Linked DNA regions of Mus musculus: all the other regions are linked to region 1. The links are chromatin contacts, called in public Hi-C and Micro-C maps. All regions are on one chromosome and are shown on one strand. The core of a region is the stretch at or near the end of the contact, and the rest is flanking DNA. Distances in the headings are between cores, read along the strand shown. Region 1 overlaps Gm32728 (a long non-coding RNA gene). Region 2 has its middle 21 kb from the start of Gm39235. Region 3 overlaps 4933400L20Rik (RIKEN cDNA 4933400L20 gene).

The links. Hi-C and Micro-C count contacts between places; a contact is called where the count stands out from the background.
Region 2: a Hi-C map of tail fibroblasts shows a contact between it and region 1, with 4 times the contacts expected there. The contact joins two enhancer-like sites. A contact is called at or near these places in 2 of 15 datasets of contacts at CTCF or cohesin (the NIH/3T3 cell line and stem cell-derived epiblast-like cells), 6 of 484 Hi-C or Micro-C datasets (embryonic fibroblasts, embryonic stem cells, nephron progenitors and 2 more) and 2 of 115 datasets of contacts at active chromatin or transcription factors (the NIH/3T3 cell line and embryonic stem cells).
Region 3: a contact with region 1 is called in a Micro-C map of muscle stem cells, with 15 times the contacts expected there. The contact joins two enhancer-like sites. A contact is called at or near these places in 3 of 484 Hi-C or Micro-C datasets (muscle stem cells, nephron progenitors and uterus), 4 of 115 datasets of contacts at active chromatin or transcription factors (the NIH/3T3 cell line, astrocytes, craniofacial prominence and 1 more) and 1 of 9 other capture datasets (embryonic stem cells).

The regions. Positions count from the first base shown.
Region 1 is chr8:104,021,358-104,025,098 of GRCm38.p6, forward strand. The region is part of intron 1 of Gm32728 (a long non-coding RNA gene); the gene reads right to left. Among named protein-coding and RNA genes, the nearest start is that of Gm32728, 14 kb to the right of the region's middle. Within about 2 kb of position 1,869, at least 93 of the 459 cell types and tissues checked have an H3K27ac peak or open chromatin away from gene starts, as enhancers often do. A contact at or near this core is called in craniofacial prominence, embryonic fibroblasts, muscle stem cells and 1 more, where this site is marked.
Region 2 is chr8:103,700,129-103,704,067 of GRCm38.p6, forward strand. No RefSeq gene overlaps it. Among named protein-coding and RNA genes, the nearest start is that of Gm39235, 21 kb to the right of the region's middle. Within about 2 kb of position 2,348, at least 6 of the 459 cell types and tissues checked have an H3K27ac peak or open chromatin away from gene starts, as enhancers often do. A contact at or near this core is called in embryonic fibroblasts and tail fibroblasts, where this site is marked.
Region 3 is chr8:103,622,610-103,626,247 of GRCm38.p6, forward strand. The region is part of intron 1 of 4933400L20Rik (RIKEN cDNA 4933400L20 gene); the gene reads left to right. Among named protein-coding and RNA genes, the nearest start is that of 4933400L20Rik, 21 kb to the left of the region's middle. Within about 2 kb of position 1,597, at least 38 of the 459 cell types and tissues checked have an H3K27ac peak or open chromatin away from gene starts, as enhancers often do. A contact at or near this core is called in craniofacial prominence and muscle stem cells, where this site is marked.

The sequences.
Region 1 (3,741 bases), core at 619-3,118:
CCAGGACTAGATTTCAGAAGCTGCCCAGGAACCTCGCTGGCTCAACCGAGGTACCTGATCCAAAAGGTTCATCCACTGACACCTTGATAGCCACAGATTACCTCAGAGTTATCTCAGATGTCCTCTGGGAGTCAGGAGATGCGGGAGGAGCTAGGACTCAGCTCCAGAGGCTGCGGTACCCCACAGAAAAAGAAGACAAGGGAAAAAGAAGGCAAGCTGGAAGAGGGCCAGCAAGAGATGTTTTCTGCCCCGATCCTCTACCTCCATGTCTCACAGGGCTCTGCCACGCTGATGGTGATCGCAGGCCTTTCTACCTTACCCTACCCAAGATTTCTGTGAACTCTCACCTCTAGCCTATGGAACAAAGAAAATGGCAACCAATACGAAGGTAAGAGTCACCAGTGGGCTGGGTTTGAACTCACTGCACATCCTAGAGAAGTCAATTCATCTGCCGGAGCCTGGCTTTCCTTTTCTTCAGCCTAGAATCCCCAGTGCCTGCCTGAAACTGGAAGATCAGATGAAATGAGATATGGGGGGGTTTACGTACTCATTGCTCAGTAAGTCACAAATGTTAGTGACTGTATTAGCTAGCTTTGTGTGTCAGCTTGACACAAGCTGGAGTTATCACAGAGAAGAAGCCTCCCTTGAGGAAATGAAAAACAGCTGTAAGGCATTTTTTTTCAATTAGTGATCAAGTGGGTAGGGCTCAGTCCATTATGGGTGGTGCCATCCCTTGGCTGGGCCCATCCCTTGGCTGGTAGTCCCGGGTTCTATAAGAAAGCAGGCTGAGCAAGCCAGGGGAAGCAAGCCAGTAAGCAGCACCCCTCCATGGCCTCTGCATCAGCTCCTGCTTCCAAGTTCCTGCCCAGTGTGAGCTCCTGTCCCGACTTCCTTTGGGGATGAACAGCAATGCGGAAGTGTAAGCTGAATAAACCCTTTCCTCCCCAGCTTGCTTCTTGGTCATGAGGTTTTGTGGAGGAATAGAAACCGTGACTAAGACAGTGGTGCTCCTGTTCCATTACAGTTTCCAAATGGGGACCTGAGAGTTCATTGTGGCCAAATAAACGAGTTAGGAAACTGAATCCAGGCAACCAGGACAGGATTTCTCTCTTCCAGCCCTGCCTGATGCCTCCCACCACAAAGCCTCCTTGCTTCGCCTTGATGAGGTTTCATCCCACATAAGACACAATCCCAGTTATCCCAGAGAGGGGATAGCAACTCATGGGGTAGCGCTTGCAGTCCGACATCTTTTGTGAGTTGAAAATAAATCCCTGCTCCTCTCTAGGCTGGGTTTTCTCTAGTGCTAACACCCTCTGTACCAAAGAACAAGTTGTTTCTCCCAGCAGAACCCCACGTCTGTCCTACTGACCCTCAGTAGATTTATTTGGTATGAACTTTTGAATGTGGCCCTGCTGCTTAAAACGAGAGAAAGAGAGCACACTGCCAACAGTGTTCAAGTCACGACGGCGGGGGAAAAAAGAAATCAGAGGAGAGGGTGGGGCATGAGGAGAGATCAGGGTGTATTTTTAGGACTCTGTACAGGCCAGAAGTTCCTTTGATGAGTTTAAAAGTAAAAACATGTGTGCTGTGGTTCTGCTTGATTTAGACATGGTGTGGCTAGAGTGCAGTCAGCTTCCTCCCTTGGACTTTCTGATTCGCTGGGGAAAGCCAAAAAGTCTTCCGAAGAAAGAGATGTGCTGAGTGCATCCCACATCCTCCCACCCACATGCCTCTCTTTCTTTCTTTCTCCTCTGCCTTCCTGATCCACGTGGAGTAAGTACCAGAGCAAGTGAGGACCCTGTGTGGTCTGCACAGCACAAAGCTCCAGCCACAGCCTGGGCCCCACCCCAGCAGCTTCAGACAATTGCCTCCAGATGTGTGTGCACTGAGCTGGCCAGGAAGGATGCTGGCAGCCAGGGCTAGAAAGCCTAGCAACTGGTGCCATCCAGGCTCCCAGGCCACACCCACCTACCTCCGCAGACATTCCTTCACAACCTCATCATCTGAGGCCCCAGACAGATTGCAATATTGGGTCTAGGCCCAGCTGCTCAGGCTGTGTGTTCTCACCCAGCTCACTGCTGCTATAGTCACATGGGTTGGAATTGTTCCCTGTGGGAGACTTCACCCAGCTCAGGATCCCAGCTTCTCTGGATCGTAGGACAGTGCAAGGACACATGTCCATAGCCTTCTAGGAGTGGACTGTGGGTTTGAACAGTCAGATGTGCTGGGTCACATTGTGGCAATCTGTTCCCTGCAAACTGCTCTCTCTACGTAGGACCAGACTTTAGCCTCATAGATTCCTATATATCTTCTTCTCCACTGTATTAATCTGTTTCTGTTGCTATGAGTAAAATCCCCTAGGCAAGTTATTTTTAGTGAGAAAGGTGGTCTATTGAGCTCAGAGTTCTGGATGTTCAAGGATATCGCTCAGCTCAGATAAGAACCTCTTGGCAGATGGTGTCACCATAGCAACGGGATGGGATAGGATGGAGACCACAGTTTAAAGGTTCCACTGCTCCTTTTATCACCATCCCAAGCACCAAGATATGAGCTCTCTGGGTAAAAACTATACCCAGACACAACAGGATTTATTCCATAGATGTTACCAGCCCAATTCTACCCAGGCTGCAGAGCTAAGAACTATTAAATAGTATCCATGGTTGGGGACAGGCCCAAATGTTTCGAAGGTTCTTGACCTACTCTTATTCGAAGATTTGAAATAAAAGCCCCCACAAATTTTCAAAAGTATCAAGGAAAGTTTACTTCAGGCAAACCAATAGAAAAGATGAGGGAACACTAGGCCACTTCTTTAGGGTACTCAAGGGACCCAGGTTTCAGCCTAGGGTATCTTTTTATGGGATGTAAAGGAAAGAGAGATTGCTACAATGGGGTGTGGTTTGGGCGGGTCTCCATTTTGATTGAGAAATTAGATCATATAATCCCACTGCCCATGTCCCTTCCCAGAATGCATCTCATTTAATCACATGTGTGCCCAAGTATGCATAGATGCTAGGCAGTAAGTTAGGAGCTCCCCATAAAGGTTAGCTTTGAGAACACGGTTTGCCTTATGCGCATGCACTGAAATCTAGTTCTGGCCTGATCAGCCTGCTGCTCTTCTGACCCAGATTTGTTGGCAATATATTTGAATAAAAACTGCCAAAATCTGGTTATCTTACGGACACAGAGAAATTTACACTTAATGTTTGGAGAGGAGTATCCGTGAAGTCAGTGTAGGTAGGGGTCTCAGACTGCTACGTGGTTTGCTCACAGAGGGGTGTGTGTGCAAAGTACACGCAGATGAAGAAGGTGCATTGTTAGAAGAGAAGTGTGCACAACCCAAACCAGATACAGTTCTTGGCTACCAAACAACCTGCTGGGCGCGCCTGCCTCATACAGGGGCAACAGAGTCAAAAGGCACGCCAGGCTGAACGAAGGCAAAGACTGGCCACCTCCCTCTGGAGCTAATGACACAGTTTCACCAGGCAAATGACGGCTGGTCCACCACATCTGGAATAACAGGGGAAGTTCTGGGCACTCAGGCTGTTCGCACCACACAGGGATGGGGCACACTAAGAGGGCTTGTGGTTTCATCACCCAGGGGCAGCCACAGGCACATGCGGCATGCATAGGCATGCTGGCACAGAAGCTGCGAATGGACACAGACTGGCTGTGTCTGCAGTATCTTGGATTTCTGCTCCTGTATCTAAGGGCCGTGTATACATACTCTGGATACATCCGGAG
Region 2 (3,939 bases), core at 1,098-3,597, 320 kb before region 1:
AGGCAATTTGTGGATCTAGAGGGAGTCGGGGGACAAATACTACCTTCTTCTTTTCTGTCTGACCTCCTTTTCGCTACATTGGCTACAGCCTAAAAGCAAAAGTGAGGAGTAGGTTGATATTCCAGAAAGACCATCCTCCTAAGACAAAAAAGCAAGGGACATCCATAGATTTTTCAGGTCAAATGACTGTGTGCCCCAAATAGCAGGATATGTCAGGTCCCACTGGCTGTTAAACAATTGAAAGTATGCTGTCAGCTGGTTATACTCTTGCCTGAGTCCTCTGGTCACTGGTACACATATAGTCTCTTCTACTGAACATTCTATAACCATCTTCCCCCTCTTCCTAGAAGGTATTCTCTATCTTGGAGGTAAATCAAGCTTTCAGTTCTGAAAAGGGCCAGTCAGTCCTCAATGGTCTTGGTTTTGTTGGATCATCATGGTCCTGTTAGCTAAGACCCCAGGAAACGAACAATTAAGAGTTTCCCCAGGAAACTCCTTGTCCTACCTTCCCCTGATATCCTTCCAATGTTGTGTAGTAGCATTCTGATTTTTCATGGTAAGTGAAATGTTTGTACCAGTTGAAAGACCTCTTCTTTGCTTGTTGGTCTAGAGGCATGAAGAATCCACAACACCCAGGAGATGTTTTAGCTTCAATTGTACTTTGGATCTTGATTACCACTATCTCCCCCCATAGGCCCATATATTAAAGGTTCATTCCTCAGAATGACATTATATGGAGATAATGAAAGTTCCCTAAGGTAGGGCATTATGGGAAGACCTTAAATCATAAAGGTATGCCCTTGAAAGAGATTGGAGAACTCTGTTTCATCCTTTTTTGGTCCCTGGTCATAAGAGCAGTTTGGCTGCACCATGCACTCCTGTTGCAACGTTCTGCTTAGTCACAGGCCCAAAGCAAATAGGCTCTCACTCCCTGTCTTAAACTAGAACCCCTGAAAGTGAGCCACTAGAACATTTATGCTTTGTAAGTTAATTGTCTCTGGCATTTCATTAGTAATGAAAAGCTAACTAACACAGCATCCAATTCACAAGCACCACGTTTGTGCTCCCTGGTGGAATGACTCTTGAACACCAGAGCCTCTCAGTGGAGGATATTTAGAGTAGCTCTTTAAACAGGTACAGTGCTGTTTATAGAAATTGCATATTTGTCAGTATAAACTTACTAACATCACTAATCTGTTCTACAATGAAAGAAAGAGAAACTGAGTCTAGGGGATTACTCTCCTACCCCTGGCATCAACATTGGAGAACACTAATGTTCACACTCCTTCACTTGAGCCAGACTGCTCCTCCCAGGGACATACTGACTTTGATTACCTCGTAAGTGTTTCATGGTTATCTCCAAACAGTCCTGTGGACTCTTAGGTGACATGCTGTATTTCCCTGTAGATCCCAAACATTGAAGAAATAGTGGAAGCAAAATGCTCTCCTCCTGTTTCACAGACATTCTGGTATAGCTTTCTTCGTTTTGACTGTTCAAGGTCAACATTTTACCTGGAAGTGCCTCTCATACCCTTCACAGCTTCTGGTGACCAATTTCCAGGCCTCTGCTGGGAGGCCAAATGATAGTCAGGGATGGAGGCATTAATAAGGGCATCTCTGTAAAATCCCAAAGCTCCTTCTTATGCCCTTTCAAATTAAAAGAGTTCCCTCTACTAATATATTAATTAAAATGAAAAATTAATAACTGACCTCTATTATTTATTGGCTGTTTGGGAGAATAAAATATTGATAACCAAAGAGAAATCAATTTCAATGAAAGCTCCTTTTCTGGAGCGTGCTTGATTCCAGTCACTTAATAAAGAGATAAGCTTACCTGCTACATCAGTTCAAAGACATCAGCTGTAAATGTTGATTTTGAACCAATAAGAAGATTATAAGTACTGTCATAAAATACCCTTCCAGGATGTAAATTATTCAAAGCCCTTCGTGGGCAGACATGGTCTCTCATGCCTCAGTGACTCGCCACACACTTCATTTATTAAAGCTAGAGAAGCCCTCTGTTGATAAAGCCCCCTAAATAAATGATAACTTTCATCTCCTTCTTCCAAATTATTTCCACAGTGAGCTGTGGAATTTGAAATGTTTATGCTGGAGGTGACATGTCAAAAATCACAGCCTCTGTGGGCCACATATACATCTTCATTGGGATGCTCAACTCCACATGACAGTCAATCCCCCTTAATGTGATCAGCCCAACGGGTCCTGGCAGCAGAGCTTAGCTCTGAGAGCTCATCTTGAAAGTCTCAGCTGCAAGGACTGCAAGAGCTGCGAGTCCAGTAGGGCTTAACAATTCATTCTCTGAGTGACTAAGCAGAACTCAGCATGACTCAGCACAATCTGTACAAGGCCTTCAGCCTGGTGGTTTGGGATGTTTCTCTTGCATGGAGATCAGAATAGGATAACCACCAGGTAGACTGACCCACCATGGGTATTTACTTCTAACTGGATCATCAACTATGGTGCAGGGTCATGGGATCCTCTCCAGAGCATCCAGAATGTTATAAAGTACCTAGGGCATTCTGCCTGCCTCATCCTGGACTACCACTGGAGTTTGTTCACATAAGATCCAGGGAAACCCTGCTGCTTTTGAAGACTCACTGCATGTGCCCTCTAGTCCTTGAAATATCTTGTGGTTTTCTCTTGTGAATCCTTTTCCTTTTTCTCTTTCCTCAAGTATTTATAGAGTACTCCTCAACCAAGCGGATCAGGTGGTGTTCTGGGCTTTTTGCAGATACGAACTTATGAAATCTTCACTGGGATCCTGCAATAAAGTCCTATTGCTTTGTTCTCTTTGCCAGAAGATGGACTTGAGTTCTAGAAAGCTAAATGGCTTGTCAGAACCACCTACTGAACAAGCAGTAGGGCTAAGGTCTGCATATCACAGATTTTATTTATTTATTTATTTATTTATTTATTTATTTATTTAATTTCAAAGATCACACATTGCCTTTTCATTCCATGACCATGCTATTGCTCTGAACCCAAAGCTCAGTGCTTCTTATCTAGACCTCACTTACCCTGCTGGGCATACCGGGTATTCTGCTGAAAATAGGCCTTGGGACTTGTGGATTATATACCTCTGCTTGCTTGTGTTTTCCCTGGAGCAGCATTCATCATTCATAGCATCCCAACTATCATCCATTTTTCCATGTACTACTCTGTTTCTCCTTTCCTTCATCCATAGAGTGGGATCACAGTGGTTCCTGTATTTGTATTAGCTCACACTGTCATCCTAAAGGTTTCTGACTATATCATCCTGGCTCTAAGTCCAAATGGTCCTCTGACCCCCCCCCCCCCCCACACACACACACACATTTCACTGAGCATTATTCAGGCATAAAACCAAAATCTCAGCATCTAGTGACTGGTCAGTAAATCTGGAGTTACTGGTCAATTATTTTGTTTCCCAGAACACATGGTAATTGGAGTTGGAGCAGCTACAAGGGACATCAGAAAGTGCACAGGCTTTAGGGAGATAGATGGCATTTAATTCCTGCCTCTAACATCTTCTAGTAGATGTTCTCAGGTGTACCACTGAGATTTTACTTTTATATCTGTAAGATGGGAGCTGGAAAGAAAAGCTATATATCAAAGCTGTCAGCTCACTATAGTTGCAAAGAGAAACTGCCTCCAAAACACTGTAAATGGTCCTTTCCTCCCCCTTTTTTTTTTCATTTTTCCTCTTCATCTCTACTTCCTTAACACAAGTGCATACATACCTACATCAGCATCCTTTGTTATAAATGTCACCAATGTGGCACTATGTTTTCTTTCCCACTACTGTTATGTTTGGAGTGTCTTTTGTTGGTGCACGGATCAATTTGACTTTTGTCTCCCATGAATGGCAAAGGGTAGTAAATGTTCCAGAGACAAGAACAACAGTTTGCCTTATCTTGATTGACAGTTCCTGAGATATGT
Region 3 (3,638 bases), core at 347-2,846, 400 kb before region 1:
TAGAGTTGAACATATTTTGTTAACTCTGAATGGTAAGAGTAGCCAATCTTGGAATTACTAAAATATATTATATCCCATTTGACCTTCATACTTTTATACATATTATACTCTTTGCCTGGGGTTTATTTCTTCTTTTTTGAGCAGTTTGCTAATTCTTCCTGTAGAGAGAATATCTTGTGTATTGTATGGATGCATCACCTGTCAATTGAAAAGCCAATGGCCTATGGCTTAAGCGGGAAATGGGAGGTGGAACACCCAGGAGGCAGGAAGGGTTCTGGGATAGAGCCAGTCTTTGGATAATCCTCCCAGGAGATGTGAGCATGGTACCTGAGCATAGGTAACCACCCATGTGTCAAAAGGTAGGGGAAAATAATTGGTATATTTTAGTTATGATCTAGTCAGATCATAACTAATTGTATGGCTAAGGTATTATAGATATATTTTATAGATATATATAAGGTATTATAGATAAACTTTGAGTTTTAGTTTTATTTTGGGGAGCATGGGGCTGAGAAGAAGAATCAAGCTTCTTCCATCTTCCCAACTTCTACATCTTCCCAAGACTGAGCTGTCCCTACATTTATAAGTGTAACTGATCATGCCGACCCTATTCCTACCTCACAAAACAGGCAGCACTAGGCATCCATCCATCCATCCATCCATCCATCCATCCATCCATCCATCCTTGTCACTAGTCAACAGCTGCTTAATAACATCAAGGCCTTTCTGGGATCCTTGACAAAGCTGCCTGGGCTCTGAAGGTGTGGCTGCTAGCCCTCCAGGTTAGCCTTGTCTGTTGCTTGAATGTCCCAGCAAGGGCATAGATCCTTCATTCTTTTAGCCACAGAGTACACAGTAGGTACTCAACAAATATTTGCTATGGATAGGGTACTTACATACACCCAACCTCAAGTTAATAGAGCAGTGCTTTGTACAGATCTTTCCTTTTAGGTCTGGGATTCCCTTCTGATCTGGGTTAGAAAGATCGGACAACCTCCTGTCACTCCTCCTTTGTGAGCACGACCTATGGCCTCTGCATCCCCAGGGCGTGGGGTAAGGAATTTAACCCAACAACTCAGCAATGAATTGAGGAAAGAGATGGCATGTTTTAAGGTTTTCATTCTACTAAGTTTCTTTTGTTGTGATTATTTTTCTACTTTTCTCTTCCTCTTCTTCTTGTTTTAATTCTTAACTTCCTTCCAAACAGGAGACATCAAAAGGAACAGTAAATAGGAAGCACAGAGCTTTTTTTTAACTACTGAGACTCTCTGCCCTTGCAGGAGCATTCAAGCAACAGACAAGGCTAACCTGGAGGGCCAGCGGCCCCACCTTCAGAGCCCAGGCAGCTCTGCCAAGGATCCCAGAAAGGCCTGTAGGCAGGGTTGCCATGGTGACAGAGCTGTCACAAGTCCAGGGTCTTGCTGGGTAAGCACAAATGGATAGCTTGCTGGATCCCTCTTTTCATTTGAAAATTACCACTAATTTGCAATTAGTTGGGGGAAAATTAGAGATAGAGGAAAGGGAATTGCTCCTTTCAGCAAACAACCGCAACCATGGAAAATTGACTTTTCTCCTGAGTCATGATGGAGAGGAAGGAACAGCTGCTACTGAAGAGAGCACAGGCTTCAGGCTTGGGAGGCACTGGGTCCTGGTCTTCTCTGGTGTCCTGACTAGGTGACCTTGGGAAAGCCTCTAGAGCTCCCTGGCTTTGCTTTTCTCTGCCTGTGAACCACATGTAAAAACATTTACCTGCATGACTGATGGGAACGTTCACAAATATAAGAGAAGCAGAGTGTTTAAGTACCCAAGTTCATGGTAACTGTTACCACCATACACGAGGCTTACATTCATTCTCTTGTCTGCCCTCTGTACTTTACCATCTCCTTTGCTTAACTAATTAATTCACTCCCATTAATATTTATTTATCTCCTCTCTGTTTAAGTATCTTCTAGAAACTACAACCTGTCACTCACAGGCTTACGAGCAGCTCTCTGTGAGACCTAACAATATATGCCTACAGCCTCATAGGATCCTCTAACTCGATATCTTCTATAGGGCTATCCCCATCAGTACCTTCTCTGCAACCTGCCAACTGGCCTCTTGCTCCTTATTTGAGAAGGTAAGGCTCCCAAAGCCTAAAATACAGAGCAATATCAAAGGTGGGGGGGACTGCAGAAACAACACAACCCAAGCTCAGCTAAATCCAGAAGCCTCTGGGCTCTCTTAGTAATCTACTTCAGAGGTTTCATTCCCAGGATCCTCTGGTAGGATGGGCACCTAGGGGCTGCTTGTAGAGAATGCACTGAAAGAACAAGCACTGCTACCCTTAGTTTTCCCAGGAAACCATCCATTCTGACAGAAGAGTTCTTTACTCCTTGTCTTAGAGTTCACCCATCCTTCCTCCCTCAAGGATTCACTTGCAGTGTATGTTAAGATTGAGTCCCATACATGCTTGCTCTTCCTGTGTTCCCATTTCACCCCAAATCAAAGGGGAGAGCCAAGAATAAATAAAGAGGACATAGGTAACATAAAATTTCAGTCCAGTCTCTTCTTCCCTCATCTACTAGGCTTTGTAGCATCCAAGTCCTGCCTCTCGTTATCCATTTTGACCTCAAACACGTTACTGCTTGGTGCTTCAGTTTATTTATTTGCAAAGAGGAAAAAATGAGTAATTATGACTTGATATTTCTATGATAAATCCCTGCTGTTTAAATCTGAATCACAAGGCCAAGAGTAAACAACTGTGCTTTTTGGCAGAGAGCAGGACACGAACTGTGAAGGGCAGCAGGAGCTTGACAATGGTGAGGACAGGAAAGTAAAGAAAGCTCTTAAGCTGACACAAGACAGACAAAAATGCCATAAGGAAACACGGACCACCATGCTATGTAAAGGCATTGGCAGTCCAACAGAGATGGCTAGTGGCATTTCCAGATCACCGTCCATTTAGAAGGGATGGTGCTGACTAATGAAGAATTATCCACTTCCACTGTAAGCCACGAACAATTGTATGTTCTATCACCCAGCATCCTGGCCAGATTCCTCCTGGCTCACCCCCAGATTCCCAAAAGACTTTTCACCCAGAGAACAGAGCACTTGGGAAAGAGATGGTTAATTAGGATGCAAAGCTGGATGGTTAATTAAGTCCCTGGCCAATACCAAGATGAGCTCCTAACCTAATGATGTATTTCTTTTCTGTGGTATGAGGAAGGCAAGGGAGGAGAAAGGCAGAGCGGTCAGGATGAGCATGTTCTAACAGCTGTTCTGCTGTGAGGTCACTGGAGAACTGATCTTACCCTTCTGAATGCCATTTGCCTCTTTGTCCCAAAATATTTACAGGACATGTCTAGAATAGCCACAGGCAGCCTTCCACCTCTGACATCCTTGATGATGGATACTGACCATTGTCAGTGCCAGTGATATGGATGATGCTTTATCTTTATCATGAGAGCAGATCGCGTTTTTCAAACATTAGTTCTACCAAATGAAGGGACTTACCATGCATTATTTCATTTCATCCTTGAGATAATTGACAGAGCATTCCTATTGTCACTGGATTGACAGACAGGGTAAGCCAAGCTGAGGATTAAATAGTTTGCCAATGGTTATAACCCTTCTACAATGCCCAAACTAAAATGTGA